3 separate regions of the Sus scrofa genome follow, and all the other regions are linked to region 1. Evidence: chromatin contacts called from public HiChIP or PLAC-seq data. All regions are on one chromosome and are shown on one strand. The core of a region is the stretch at or near the end of the contact, and the rest is flanking DNA. Distances in the headings are between cores, read along the strand shown. Region 1 has its middle 54 kb from the start of PRPS1. Region 2 has its middle 24 kb from the start of TSC22D3. Region 3 overlaps MID2 (probable E3 ubiquitin-protein ligase MID2).

Evidence for each region. HiChIP or PLAC-seq counts read pairs in DNA pulled down with a chosen protein or histone mark.
Region 2: an H3K27ac HiChIP or PLAC-seq map of alveolar macrophages shows a contact between it and region 1. The contact joins two enhancer-like sites. A contact is called at or near these places in 1 of 47 Hi-C or Micro-C datasets (liver) and 1 of 2 datasets of contacts at active chromatin or transcription factors (alveolar macrophages).
Region 3: a contact with region 1 is called in an H3K27ac HiChIP or PLAC-seq map of alveolar macrophages. The contact joins two enhancer-like sites. A contact is called at or near these places in 1 of 47 Hi-C or Micro-C datasets (liver) and 1 of 2 datasets of contacts at active chromatin or transcription factors (alveolar macrophages).

Annotation. Positions count from the first base shown.
Region 1 is chrX:88,126,917-88,130,957 of Sscrofa11.1, forward strand. No RefSeq gene overlaps it. Among named protein-coding and RNA genes, the nearest start is that of PRPS1, 54 kb to the left of the region's middle. Within about 2 kb of position 1,500, at least 24 of the 83 cell types and tissues checked have an H3K27ac peak or open chromatin away from gene starts, as enhancers often do. A contact at or near this core is called in alveolar macrophages, where this site is marked.
Region 2 is chrX:88,255,622-88,259,779 of Sscrofa11.1, forward strand. It overlaps the pseudogene LOC102161152. Among named protein-coding and RNA genes, the nearest start is that of TSC22D3, 24 kb to the left of the region's middle. Within about 2 kb of position 2,655, at least 1 of the 83 cell types and tissues checked has an H3K27ac peak or open chromatin away from gene starts, as enhancers often do. A contact at or near this core is called in alveolar macrophages, where this site is marked.
Region 3 is chrX:88,329,796-88,333,908 of Sscrofa11.1, forward strand. The region is part of intron 3 of MID2 (probable E3 ubiquitin-protein ligase MID2); the gene reads left to right. Among named protein-coding and RNA genes, the nearest start is that of MID2, 38 kb to the left of the region's middle. Within about 2 kb of position 2,771, at least 2 of the 83 cell types and tissues checked have an H3K27ac peak or open chromatin away from gene starts, as enhancers often do. A contact at or near this core is called in alveolar macrophages, where this site is marked.

The sequences.
Region 1 (4,041 bases), core at 250-2,749:
TGCTATACCTATCGTCCCCGCATTACTGATGGAGAAACTGAGGCATGGTGCGGCCAAGTAGCTTGCTCAAAGTTACACTAGAAGCGAGGCAGGATTCAAGCCCCCCCACCCCCCAGCAGTCTGGCCCCAGAGCCCAAGCCCTTCATCGCTGCACCACACTGCTTCCCACTGATTGTACCAAGGCCATGGCAGCTGTGGTCGTGGTCCTGAGGATGCTGATAAAGAGGGCAACTGAGACAGACATGGTCTTCAAAAGGAGAGAATATGATCATAAATACACAGAGCAGAAATAGTCAATGAAACCCAGGGAGGCTCCCCAGTCAGAGTTGGTGCTGCGGATCTTTGGCAATGGGATGGCGGTAGGGTAGGGTGACGTGAAAAGCTTTTCCTAGAGGTGCCGACAGGTGCGCCGAGACAAAACAGAGCCAGGGTGGAAAGTTGTGATGGCAAGCTTCCTCTGAGGAGGGCCAGGCCACTAGCCTGCTGTGGGGAATGGGCTAATACCTCCATATCCACTCTTAGAGAGATGTCTCAAAGAAGTGAAAGCAGAGAGGAGCTCCCTGGTGGCTCAGCAGGTTAAGGATCAGATGTTGCCCCTGCTGTGGCTCTGGTTACTGCTGTGGCCCAGGTTTGACCCCTGGCAGGGGGACTTGAAGTGAAAGCAGAGATTGGAGCAGATCCTTGTACACCCACGTTCACAGCATTATTCAAAATAGCCCAAAGGCGAAAACCCAAACGTCTATCAGCGGACAAATGGGTAAACAAAAATGTAGTCTGTAATACAGTGGGGTATTGCTCAGCCTTAAAAAGAAAGAATAAAATGCTGACCCATGCTTCAAACTGGATGAACGTGGATGACATTAAGTGAAGGAAGCCATTCAAAACAGGACAAACAGTGAATGGGTCCACTTATACGAGGTACCTAGCACTGTCAAATTCATAGGGACAGAAAGTAGCATAGCAGTTGCCAGGACCTGGGGAGAGGAGGGGGTGGGGAGTGACTGCTTAATGGGTACAATTTCAGTTTGGGATGATGGAAAAGTCTGGAGATGGATAGTGGCCATGGTTGCACAACATGGGAATGCACTTAATGCCACTGTGTGGTACACTTAACATGGTTAAAACGGTTAAAAAAAAGATTAAAGAGACAGAAATAAAAACAGGGCCAGCCGCAGCCTGGTCCATCGAGCTTGCCGCCTACAAGGAAGGGTGATGGGTTCTGAGGTCCAAGAACAGAGCCTCAGAGGTCCCAGGCTGGTTATCCAGAGAGAGGAGCGGCAGTGAGCGTGCATTGCCTGAAGAGGGTGCCAGAGAGCTCTGGGAAGATGCCTCCCTTTAGCCACCTCCTCTCCCACCCCACCCCCAGGCTTCGCCTGCACACACACGCGCGCACACACACACACACACACACACACACACAAGCGCGCTCACCTACCGACTCCAGAGCTGACACTGCCGGCCAACCCAGCAGAAGCCGCGCTGGGTGTGGCCTGACTCCCAGGGAGTCCTGGGGAATCCCTGTAACTGGGCAAAGGTCATGCCTGCTTCTCCCAGCTTTTCCAGGCAGTACATCCTTTCCTCCGAGGCCCGAGCTGGCTTATTCTCCAGTGAAAAGATCGCTGGGAGGTGTTACCTGCTCAGTCCTCAGGATCGTCCTGGGCTGGCCGTCCAGTCCCAGTGGAAAGACCATAGACTCAGACTTGGGTTCAAATCCTGCTTCTGCCACTTGATGGTTTATGACCTTGGCCATCGTGTTTAACCTCTCTGGGCCTCCTGTTTGTCTGTAAGATGTGATTGACAAAAGCCCAGGGACGTCTCTCCAGTGGTTGCGAGGATTAAATGAGATATGTCAGGTGCTTTACAACAGTGCCTACCCATAGTGAGGTAAGCTATGGTGTGGGGTCTCTGGGAAAGGCGGTGACAGCCAGTCCCCAAAGAGTGCTGCCTTGCATCCCCCGTAGGCAGTTGCTGGGTGGCTCAGCAAAAAGGTGGCTTCAAAAAGGCATGGGGTGGGAATCGAAGAACCGGCAGTAGAGAGCAGGTGACAGTGCTGGCCTTCTACCCTGGGATGCCTTTAGGGAAGGGGAAGGGGAAGGGGGCGGGTCCATCTCCGAGTCTCCAGGGGCCAGCTGTACAGTAACAGCCTCTGTTTCGATTCCTCCCCTCTTGGTGTCTAAGCTTGTTTTTGTGGCTGGAGAGGAAAGGCATGGGCGGAGCTCCGCTGCACAGCACCGAGAACCACAAACCCGCCCCCGGAGTGAGGGTACAGAATGTACCCAGACTGCAAACCACACCCTTGTGGCTTGGGGAGGCCCCTGGGGCAGGCTGGGGAGCTGTCACACTACATTGTTTGAGCGCCCTGTGCCTAGCAACCGGCCTGGGATTCCACAGCATTCAGACAATGGGATGTCCCAAAGGGGGCCAGGACTGAGTTAAAGGACCTCCCCCCTCCCAAAGGGTCTCCCATTACCTACCGAGGAGCCATCTTATCTAAAGAGAAGTCCACAGACCCCTGGCATCCTCCTGGGGCCAAGTTAGGTCTGGAGCTGGCTTAGGAGAGCTTGCAGCCTAAGGCCACCATGAGGAGACATTCTTAGCCACGGCCAGACCCTCCTCCCCAAACCCCTTTAGGGCAAGAGATTCTATCTCCCTCCACCTGTGTGCACTGGCCCGAGGAAGCCACACTAGGGCTCCCAGAGCAGGGAAAGGAGGGAGACAGATGGGACATTTGGGGAGGGTGGAGACAGTTTCGCAGAGCCTGAAGTGACTTGAAAATGAAAGAAGATTGGGAGGAGGCCAAACCCAAAGGGGATGAGGGAAGGACTTCCTGTCGGATGAGCTGGAGAAAGAAGGTCCTTGGAAACCAGCATGTAATTCAGTGGGGACAAGTGCAAGGGGCTCGTTAGTGACAAAACCTAACAACATAATTTGGCTCAACACAAATAAACAAGAAAAACACCAAGTGAAAAAGGGAGTTGACCACAAGCTGAATATGAATCAGCCTCAAAATAGAGCATGGCTCACTTATGTTGGCCGCATTTTCCAAACCAAAGATCAGGACGCATATTTGACAAGGATGAATGTGCTTAGGGGAAACAAGCTTCAGTGTTTGAAACCGAGACTCTCTCCAGCAAACCTAGGTCCCAGGCTCGCTGCGCCCATGCTCTGTGACAGTCTAGTCTTCATCAAAGAGCAATGTCCAGAGGCTGGGAGAAATGGAGAAGGTTTAGAAGAAGAAGGAGATGAACGATGGGACCTCTGGGCAAAGATTGGCAAAGCGGAGGCAGCGTGATGCAGTGGAAAGATCCCAGGCACCAACGTCCAAGAGCTGGACGCAGAGCCACTGTGCAACATCAGAAAAGTTTCTTAACCTCTCTGAGCTCCAGTTTCCTTGTCTTTAAAAGCGGAAGAAGGATATCTGCCATAAAGATGTGAAGATTTAAGTGATTCAAGAGATGTGAAGCACTGCACACCTAGTACGTCCTCAAATGCACAGCTGTAGGTTCAGAGAAGGGAAAAAGTGGATGCGAGAGGATTTTATGAGGAGGCTGCAAAGTGGTTTTTCCCCCACATCCACGGAAACGGAAACAAGGAGAAATGGACAATGGCTGGAGTAGGGAGGTGGTGGGTGTGGGCACGAACCTGGTGACCATCTGAAGTTGCATACTGGCAGCTAACAGGCTGAATCCAGCCCTCAGGCATGTTTTGTTTGGCTAGAACTGTGTTTTCCAAAAATTTGAATCAGTTGCCAACCTTTTATTTTTTTATTTTTTAATGATTTTTGTTTCCATTATAGCTGGTTCACAGCGTTCTGTCAGTTTTTTACTGTACAGCAAGGTGACCCAGTCACACATACATATATACATTCAGTTGCCAACCTTTTAAAAAGTGGAAGATTTCATAGAAAAATCTGCATTTCTGGCTTCTCTTGAAAAAGCAGAAAATCTAGCAACTCTGGACCCACATGTCTGCATGACAATGATCGTGGGAGGGGAGCAAGGGCTGCTTCTAGAAGGTCTCTCACACCAGTGTTTCTCAAAC
Region 2 (4,158 bases), core at 1,405-3,904, 130 kb after region 1:
GTGGTCCTTGGACCACTTGCATCAGGATCACTGAAGAGTGCAGTTTATTTTTTATTTTTGTCTTTTTGCCATTTCCTGGGCCCCTTCCGAGGCATGTGGAGGTTCCCAGGCTAAGGGTCGAATAGGAGCTGCAGCTGCTGGCCTACACCAGAGCCACAGCAACATGGGATCCGAGCCACGTCTGCGACCTACACCACAGCTCACGGCAACACCAGCTCCTCAACCCACTGAGCAAGGCCAGGAATGGAACCCACAACCTCATGGTTCCTAGTCGGATTCGTTAACCACTGAGCCACGACGGGAACTCCGAAGGGTGCAGTTTAAATGTTCAATGTCGGTTCCTAGATCTTGCCTCAATCTACTGAGCCAGAATCTCTTAGGGGTAGGCCTCAAGAATCTGCATTTCACTGAGAGTTTTTGCATCTATATTCATCACAGATAATTGGCCTGTAATTTTCTTTTTTCATAGTATCTTTGTCTGGTCTTGGTTTCAGGGTGATGGTGGCTTCACAGCATGTCTTTGGGAGTATTCCCTCTTCTTCAGTATTTTGGAAGAGTTTGAAAAGAATTGCTATAAGTTCTTTGTATGTTTGGTAGAATTCGTCTGTGAAGCCATCTGGTCCTGGACTTTTGTTTGTAGGGAGTTTTTTTTTTTTTTAGTTACAAATTTTATTTCACTTAAAGTGATCGGTCTGTTCAAATTAAATTTTTTTTTCTTGATTCAATTTCAGTAGGCTCTGTGTTTCTAGAAAGATCTAGCAATCCCATTCCTGGGCATATACCCATACAAAACAATGATTCATAGAGATACAGGAACCCAAGTTTCACTGCAGCACTGTTCATAATAGCCAAGATATGGAAACAACCTAAATGTCCACCAGCAGATGACTGGATTAAGAAGATGTGATACATATATAAAATGGAATACTACTCAGCCATATAAAAGGACAAAATAATGCCATTTGCAGCAACATGGATGTAACTAGAGATTATTGTACTAAGTGAAGTAAATCAGAAAAAGAAAGACATATACCATATGATGTCACTTATATGTAAAATATAAACTATGGCAAAAATAAACCTACCTACAAAACAGAAACAGACCCATGGACAAGATGAACAGACTTGTGGTTGCCAAGAAGGAGGGGGAAGGGAAAGGGATGAACTTGAGAATTTGGGGGTAAGTAGGCGCAAACTTTTGCATTTAGAATAGATAGACAGTGAGGTCCTGCTATATTGCACAGGGAACTATAGCCATGGATAGATCATGATGGAAAAGAATATTATAAAAAAGAATTTATATGTGTGTATAAATAAACCATTTTGCTATACAACAGAAATCAGCACAACATTGTAAATCAACTATATTTTAACTAAAAAATCAAAAATACCCCCCCCAAGAATCTACATTTCAATGTAGTTCTGAAGGTATTTCTTTCACACTAAAATTTGGGAACCATTGCAAAAATAGAGGGAGGTCCAGAGAACTAATGCATATTTTTGAAAAGTGTAGGTAAAACCAGTTGATCATTTTCAATGCCTTTTTTTTTTTTTTTTTGTCTTTTTGTCTTTGCGAGGGCCACACACGCGGCATATGGAGGTTCCCAGGCTAGGGGTCTAATAGGAGCTGTAGCCGCCAGCTGCACCACAGCCACAGAAACGCCAGATCCTAAACCCACTGAGCGAGGCCAGGGATTGAACCCGCAATCTCATGGTTCCTAGTCGGATAAGTTAACCACTGAGCCACGACAGGAACTCCCATTTTCAATGCCTTTGACTGGAGTGGGAAAATTTAGTAAAGGGGGAAAAGATAATTCATTAAAATTATCTGGGCCCAAGTGGTTTGGGATTTTCCTGAGTCACCATTTTCTCTTATTTCTTCCTTCCTGGGTACACTTAAGTGTGGTGTGAGACACTTGGGCTTTAAAAAAAAAAAGGTTTTTAAAATAGACTTGGAATATTCAAATAATTAAATAAAAGCCATTCTAAAGTTTAAGAGGAAAAGTGGAATTATTTCTAATAACATCTCATCTTAATTTAGGTCCGATTTATGATGCCAGGGAGTTTTCATTTTTATTCTTTTTTTTTTTTTTTTTTTTGTGGGGGCGCACACCCACAGGATATGGAAGTTCCCAGGCTAGGGGTCAAATCAGAGCTGAAGCTACCAGCCTCGGCCACAGCCATGCGGGATCCGATCCCAGTCTGCTACCTACACCACAGCTCATGGCAACGCTGGATCCTTTAACCCCCTGAGCGACGCCAGGGATCGAATGCACGTTCCCATGGACACTAGTCAGGTTCCTTACTGCTGAGCCGCAACGGAACTCCTCATTTTTATTCTTCAGTACTTGATGGTATAAGGGGGCTCTTTGCCTGATCTAACAATCCAATATATTACTTTCCATATTATAGAGTTGAATTAAAATGGATTATTTTAAATTACGAGAGAGTAAGTGACAACTGTATTTGTGCTTTGACCCTGATTATGTCTGTGATTTATCTGATGCCTAGCCCTCAATCAGACACCATAGTAGTGCTCGTTATCCATGAAAATTCAATCCATTTGGCTGTTTTATGCTGTATTTTTCCAGAGGATACTGTTAGGAAATGTGTTCCTTGGTAACAGATGAGATGTGTAAGATCTGAGTCAACCAAAGGCAGCCTGACTTTCCTTTCAGGAAGACTTGCACAATTGGACGTTGTGACCATGTTCCTGGGGCTTGGAACTTGCCATTTGGGGTTTGCCTTGATGCGATCTTCATGATCAAGAGCTGAGGTGTCTGTGCACAATCCTCTTAGATATACACTTAGGTTTGCATTTCTGTTTCCCTCCTCATAACTTTACTTTTTTAAAATTCACTTTAGGCTTTGATTGTTTTTTTTGTTGTTGTTGGTGGTGTTACTGCTTCTGACCTGGATCCGGAACTGCGGCCTTCACGGCACCCACGGGGCACTATGTCCAATGACCTGACAATTCAGCGCAGCAACTCCTGCCCGGAGCTGAGCGAGTACCAGGACCAGCAGTTTCGTGGCGACAACGAAGAGCATGAAAAATTACTGATGGAAAGCTCCACACTGTATGTGGAGAATCTTTCCATTTATACAACTGAAGAGCAAATATTTGAGCTCTTTAGTAGGTGTGGTGATGTCAAGAATGTCTTTATGGGCCTGGATAATATAAAGAAAACAGCATGTGGTTTCTGTTTTGTAGAATACCATCTCAGAGCCGATGCTGAAAATGCCATGAGATTCCTAAATGGGACCCTCCTAGATGACCGTATTATCCACACAAAATGGGATATAGGTTTTAAAGAGGGCAGACAGTATGCCCATGGCAGGTGTGGGGGCCAGGTAAGAGATGAATTTCGTGAAGACGCCAATGTTGGTGGAGGAGGCTTTGGAAGTCAGGCTTAGACCCATGGTAGGAGAAAAATCCACTAGAGAAAAACCTTACAGCTCCAACCCCTCAAAAATTCTATTAAAGAAAAACAACACGTCAGCAAATAGCCCATTTTACAACAAATTTAAATCACTTTATTGGCTGGGTGGAAACCCTTTTGATGTATTTGTCTCTCAGAAACATTATTAAATGGCATGAAAATATTCTCTTGTTCTTGTGTTAATTTTGAGGCTGGTTTTCAGATTACTAGTTTGACCATCAGATGGTCAAATGTGAAGTGTTGTTCAGGAATAAATTAGGGTGTGAGAGATGTGAGTCAACCAAAACACAACTTCCTTTTCAGAAGATTTCAGCTGGTTTTTTTTTTTTTTTTTTTTTTTGTCTTTTGTCTTTTAGGGCCACACCCAGGGCATATGGAGGTTCCCAGGCTAGGAGTCGAATCAGAACTGTAGCCACCGGCCTACACCACAGCCACAGCAATGCGGGATCCATGCCACGTCTGTGACCTATACCACAGCTCATGCAACGCTGGATCCTTAACCCACTGAGCAAGGCCATGGATCGAACCCACGTCCTCATGGATACTAGTTGGATTTGCTAACCACTGAGCCATGACAGGAACTCCTCACCTGGATTTTATGACCATGTTCCCAGGACCTGAAATGATTGGATTTTAGTCAAATAAAATAAAGTCAAATAATTAGAAATTTTTAAAAATCACTAAAGGAATACAAACGCATTTAGTTAAAATATTAAAA
Region 3 (4,113 bases), core at 1,521-4,020, 200 kb after region 1:
TGGCAGAGAGGGAACGGCTTCCCTTGGTTTGTGGGATTTCAGCTTCCTGTCTTGCCACCAGGTCTTAGCTCCGGTAACTTTCAGAAGTCTTCCTCTTAGGGTTCAAACTCTAGGTGGCTTGGTGTTCTCCCCTTTCTGTTCCTTTTGCTCCTTGAAAGGGTGTTTGTTTGGGGAAGAGCAAGAGTCGATGTCTGACTGCTTCTCCCCACATAAAAATAGACGTTTTAAGAGAAATTAGTTTAGGAGTTCTCGTTGTGGCTCAGTAGAATCGAACCCAACTAGCATCCATGAGGACACGGGTTCAATCCCTGGCCCCACTCAGTGAGTTAAGGATCTGGCGTTACCATGAGCTGTGGGGTAGGTCACAGATGTGGCTCAAATCTGGCATTGCTGTGGCTGTGGTGTATGTAGGCCAGCAGCTGCAGCTCCGATTCGACCCCTAGCCTGGGAACTTACATGTGCTGAAGGTATGGCCCTAAAAAGCAAAAAAAAAAAAAAAAAACCCCCCCCCAAAAACCCCAAAAAACAAAAACAAAAAAAACCCCAAAAAACCCCAAAACAAACAAACAAAAAAAAAAAAAACACTGCTCTGGATGATTTCAGCAGATGATCCTTACATGATTTAGAGTGGTTGAGCTAGAAAATATAATAGAATCTAAATCATGAAAGCACAAATATGCTCGTTGGAGGACTCTTCTGCAAGCCCTGAGGACATGATACAGTGAAGGAGTGATTAGAGTGAAGTAAGTGTAATCAGGGAACATTTAATGGAAAAATTCAATTTAGCCAGACGTCGAAAGGGGAAAAATAAATTCCTCCCTGTGCTGAGACAGAGAGCAGAGGTATTTACAGAGGGGGCAATGAGCAGGTCGTACGAGCAAAATGGTACCTGGCTATACACTGGGTATATGGAGATAAATAGGAAATGGTCTCTGCCCTCAAGAAACTTGCCTGACAGGTAAAATGTCAAATCTAATACAAATATAATTATTGTAATGAAGGTAAGTGCAAGATGACAAGCTAGCACAGAGAAAGAAACACCTAATTGCCTCAGAGGCTTAGGAAAGACTGCAGAATGGAAATAAAAATCAAGTTATCTTGAACCAAGAGTAGAATTCTGCCAAGAAAAAATGAGAAAAGAGAGAGAAGGGGAACATATGGGAGGACACAGAAGGGGAAACAGCCTCGAGGTGTTCAGGGAACCACCAGAAGCTTGGTTCAGCTGGAATGTGACATGTGAGAATCATTGCAAGAGGTGCATATGAAGTAGCCAGGGCCTCATATGCCAGGGATCGGTGTTGGACTTTATCCCGAAGTCCCTGGGGACCCATGGAAGGATATAAAGCAGGTGAATGACTGGATGAAGTCTTCATTTCAGGATTGCTCTGGCTGTAGTGTGCAGGATGGAACAAGGGTCAAGGGTCACACCTGAAGGCGAAGAGACCAGTTAGGTGGCTTTTACTGATAACAAGGAGAGATGAAGGCCTAACCTAAGGCAGTAGCAGTAGGGCTAGGGAAGGGGGGATAAGTGCAAAACACACTTGGAGGAGATGGAATCAATATTATGGGGTGATCAGTTAGATGCAAGGGGTGGAGGGGTGAGAAAATAAATAGTAGGATGATGATCCATAGGGTTCTGGCTTGGGTAACTGGACGGATGTGTTGCCTTTCACTAGGTTAGGAGATACAGACAGCGTTCTTTTGGGACATGGGAGATTTGTTGTGCTGTGGGTCAGAGGGTCAAGGAGGAAATGCCTAGTGGCCAGCTAGCTGGATCTGAAGGTCAGGAGAGAGGTCTGGGAAAGGGATAAAGACTTGGGAGTCATCTAAGGAGCACTGAAAGCCACGAGAATGTGGAGAATGAGAAGAAAACCCAGGGCACATCCATCCAATTGTTCGTCACTCTGAATACAACCACAAACGGACTTTGCAAAAATAAATGGAAAGACTATGGAGCTTCTTATGAGATAACTGCGGGGCAGCGTGTGTTTAAAAAATTAAATGTCAGAAGGAACTCATTCATTTGTAGCAATAACCAGCATTTTATATGTTTTCATTAATGATTTTTATTTTTTCCATTATAGTTGGTTTACAGTGTTCTGTCAATTTCTGCTGTACTGCATGGTGACCCAGTTACCCATACATGTATGCATTCTATTTTCTCACATGATCATGCTCCATCATAAGTGACTAGACATAGTTCCCAGTGCTATATAGCAGGATCCCATTGCTTATCCATTCCAAAGGCAATAGTTTGTATCTATTAACCCCAGACTCCCAGACCATCCCACTCCCTCCCCCTCCCTCTTGACAACCACAAGTCTTTCTCCAAGTCCATGAGTTTCTCTTTTGTGGAAAGGTTCCTTTGTGCCAGATAGTAGATTCTAGATATAAGTGATATCATATGGTGTTTGTCTTCCTCATTTCCAGCATTTTAGGTACTGCCTCTATACGGACTGTGATAGTAAGTAACACTTAATGAAGATTTCCTGTGATGTTTTATAGGTATTAACTCATTTCATCCTCACAACAGCTCTATGAGGTAAATAAACACTGTTATTATTCTTGCTTTACAGATAAGACACTGAGATACAGAGACATGGAAGTGATTTGCCAAGGTCAGGCTGCTAGTAGGTAACAGAGAGGGGACTGGAATCCAGGCACTTGAGCTCCAGAACCTGTGCCCCAACCACCGCCATTATATTGCTTTGCAAGGCCAAGGTACACGTCATTTGGCTAGCTCTCGTTATTCACCCATTGTGAGGATGGCTTGTAATGATGAGTAAGGGGAGTGATATATGGGTGTGAATTCTGGAGGAAAGCAAAAGAGGAACAGAAAGAGCAGAAGGGAGAAGGAAAACGAACAAAACAGAGGCTCTAAATAGCAAAGGAAGAGAGGCCTTCAAGGTAGGGAAATTTTGAAAGAATCCATTCGAACAGCACGTTATACAGGAAGATATCGTTAGTGACCTTTGAGAACAAAGGTTCAGTGGAAAGGTGAGGCTAGAAGAGCGAGAGGTCAAAGAGAAAGTAGTTTTAAGGAAACGCATGCCGTGAGAAGTTTGATCATGAAAGTAAGGAGAGAAATAGAGTGGTAATTATCCTTTTGAAGTACAAAACAATCAGACTCACAGACGTACTCGTACAATACTCCAGTTGTTTATTGTGTGACTGGGTAACTAACTCCAGGACTCACTAGATCCCCTGACTCTGACCACACGTGCTTCATTTCCCATCCTGCCTTGGCTTCCAGCCACCTCTCCAATCCTAGGCCCCCCTGCGCAGCTTCCAAGCTTCCGTTTCTACAACTCCCCTCTCCTAGAAAGAAGTGTGTAGGTTCTGAGATGCCGTGTGATGTGGTGGCTTTGGCGTCGGGTGTGCTAGCTGTGTGACCTTGGACAAAAATCACTTCTCTGAGCGTCCGTTTCATCACGTATGAAACTCAGGCTACTTACATTTCGAAGGGAAGGGCAGTGCACGTAAAATGCTTGCTGCTGTAACGGGCGGATAGTCGAAGCTCAATCAATGGTAGGAGCAGTAGCAGTAATGGTAGTGGTGGTGACAGGAGTAGGAGTAATCGTAGGAGCAGTTGTTAGTATTAATAGTACTCGTACTACTGGTAGTATTTGCGGGCACCATACCCTTGCCAGAGATCGCTAGCCCTGACCTCGGGACTTCTAGAAGATTATCGTTATTTCTGAGGGTGGAGAAGACAGCCCTTCTCCAGGGTTCCCAATCAATTTCAAATTTAACACATGAACTAGAACGTTCCTTGGGAAGGGGGAATGGTAATGAAATTGCAGCACTGAAAATGTTGGAAATCTCAGCCAAGTGGCCCTATTTAATCACCCACCAATAGCCGTGCAAAGGTGGTACCCTGAAAGGGGGTATTATGCTCAATAAGCTGCTGGTTTTCAGTTACCGGATCAAACATGTTTTATTTAGTATGGAAAAGTTCATTGCCCTTCTGCAAGACTATCTAAGGCATTCTTTACATTGGTACTTAAGTAAACTTGCCAATTATCCTGCCCAAATTCCTCTTGATTACTGCCGCTAAGCAAAGGCAAAAGAAAAGTTTTGGGAGGGAGACAGATGCTTTCATCTCTAGTGGTT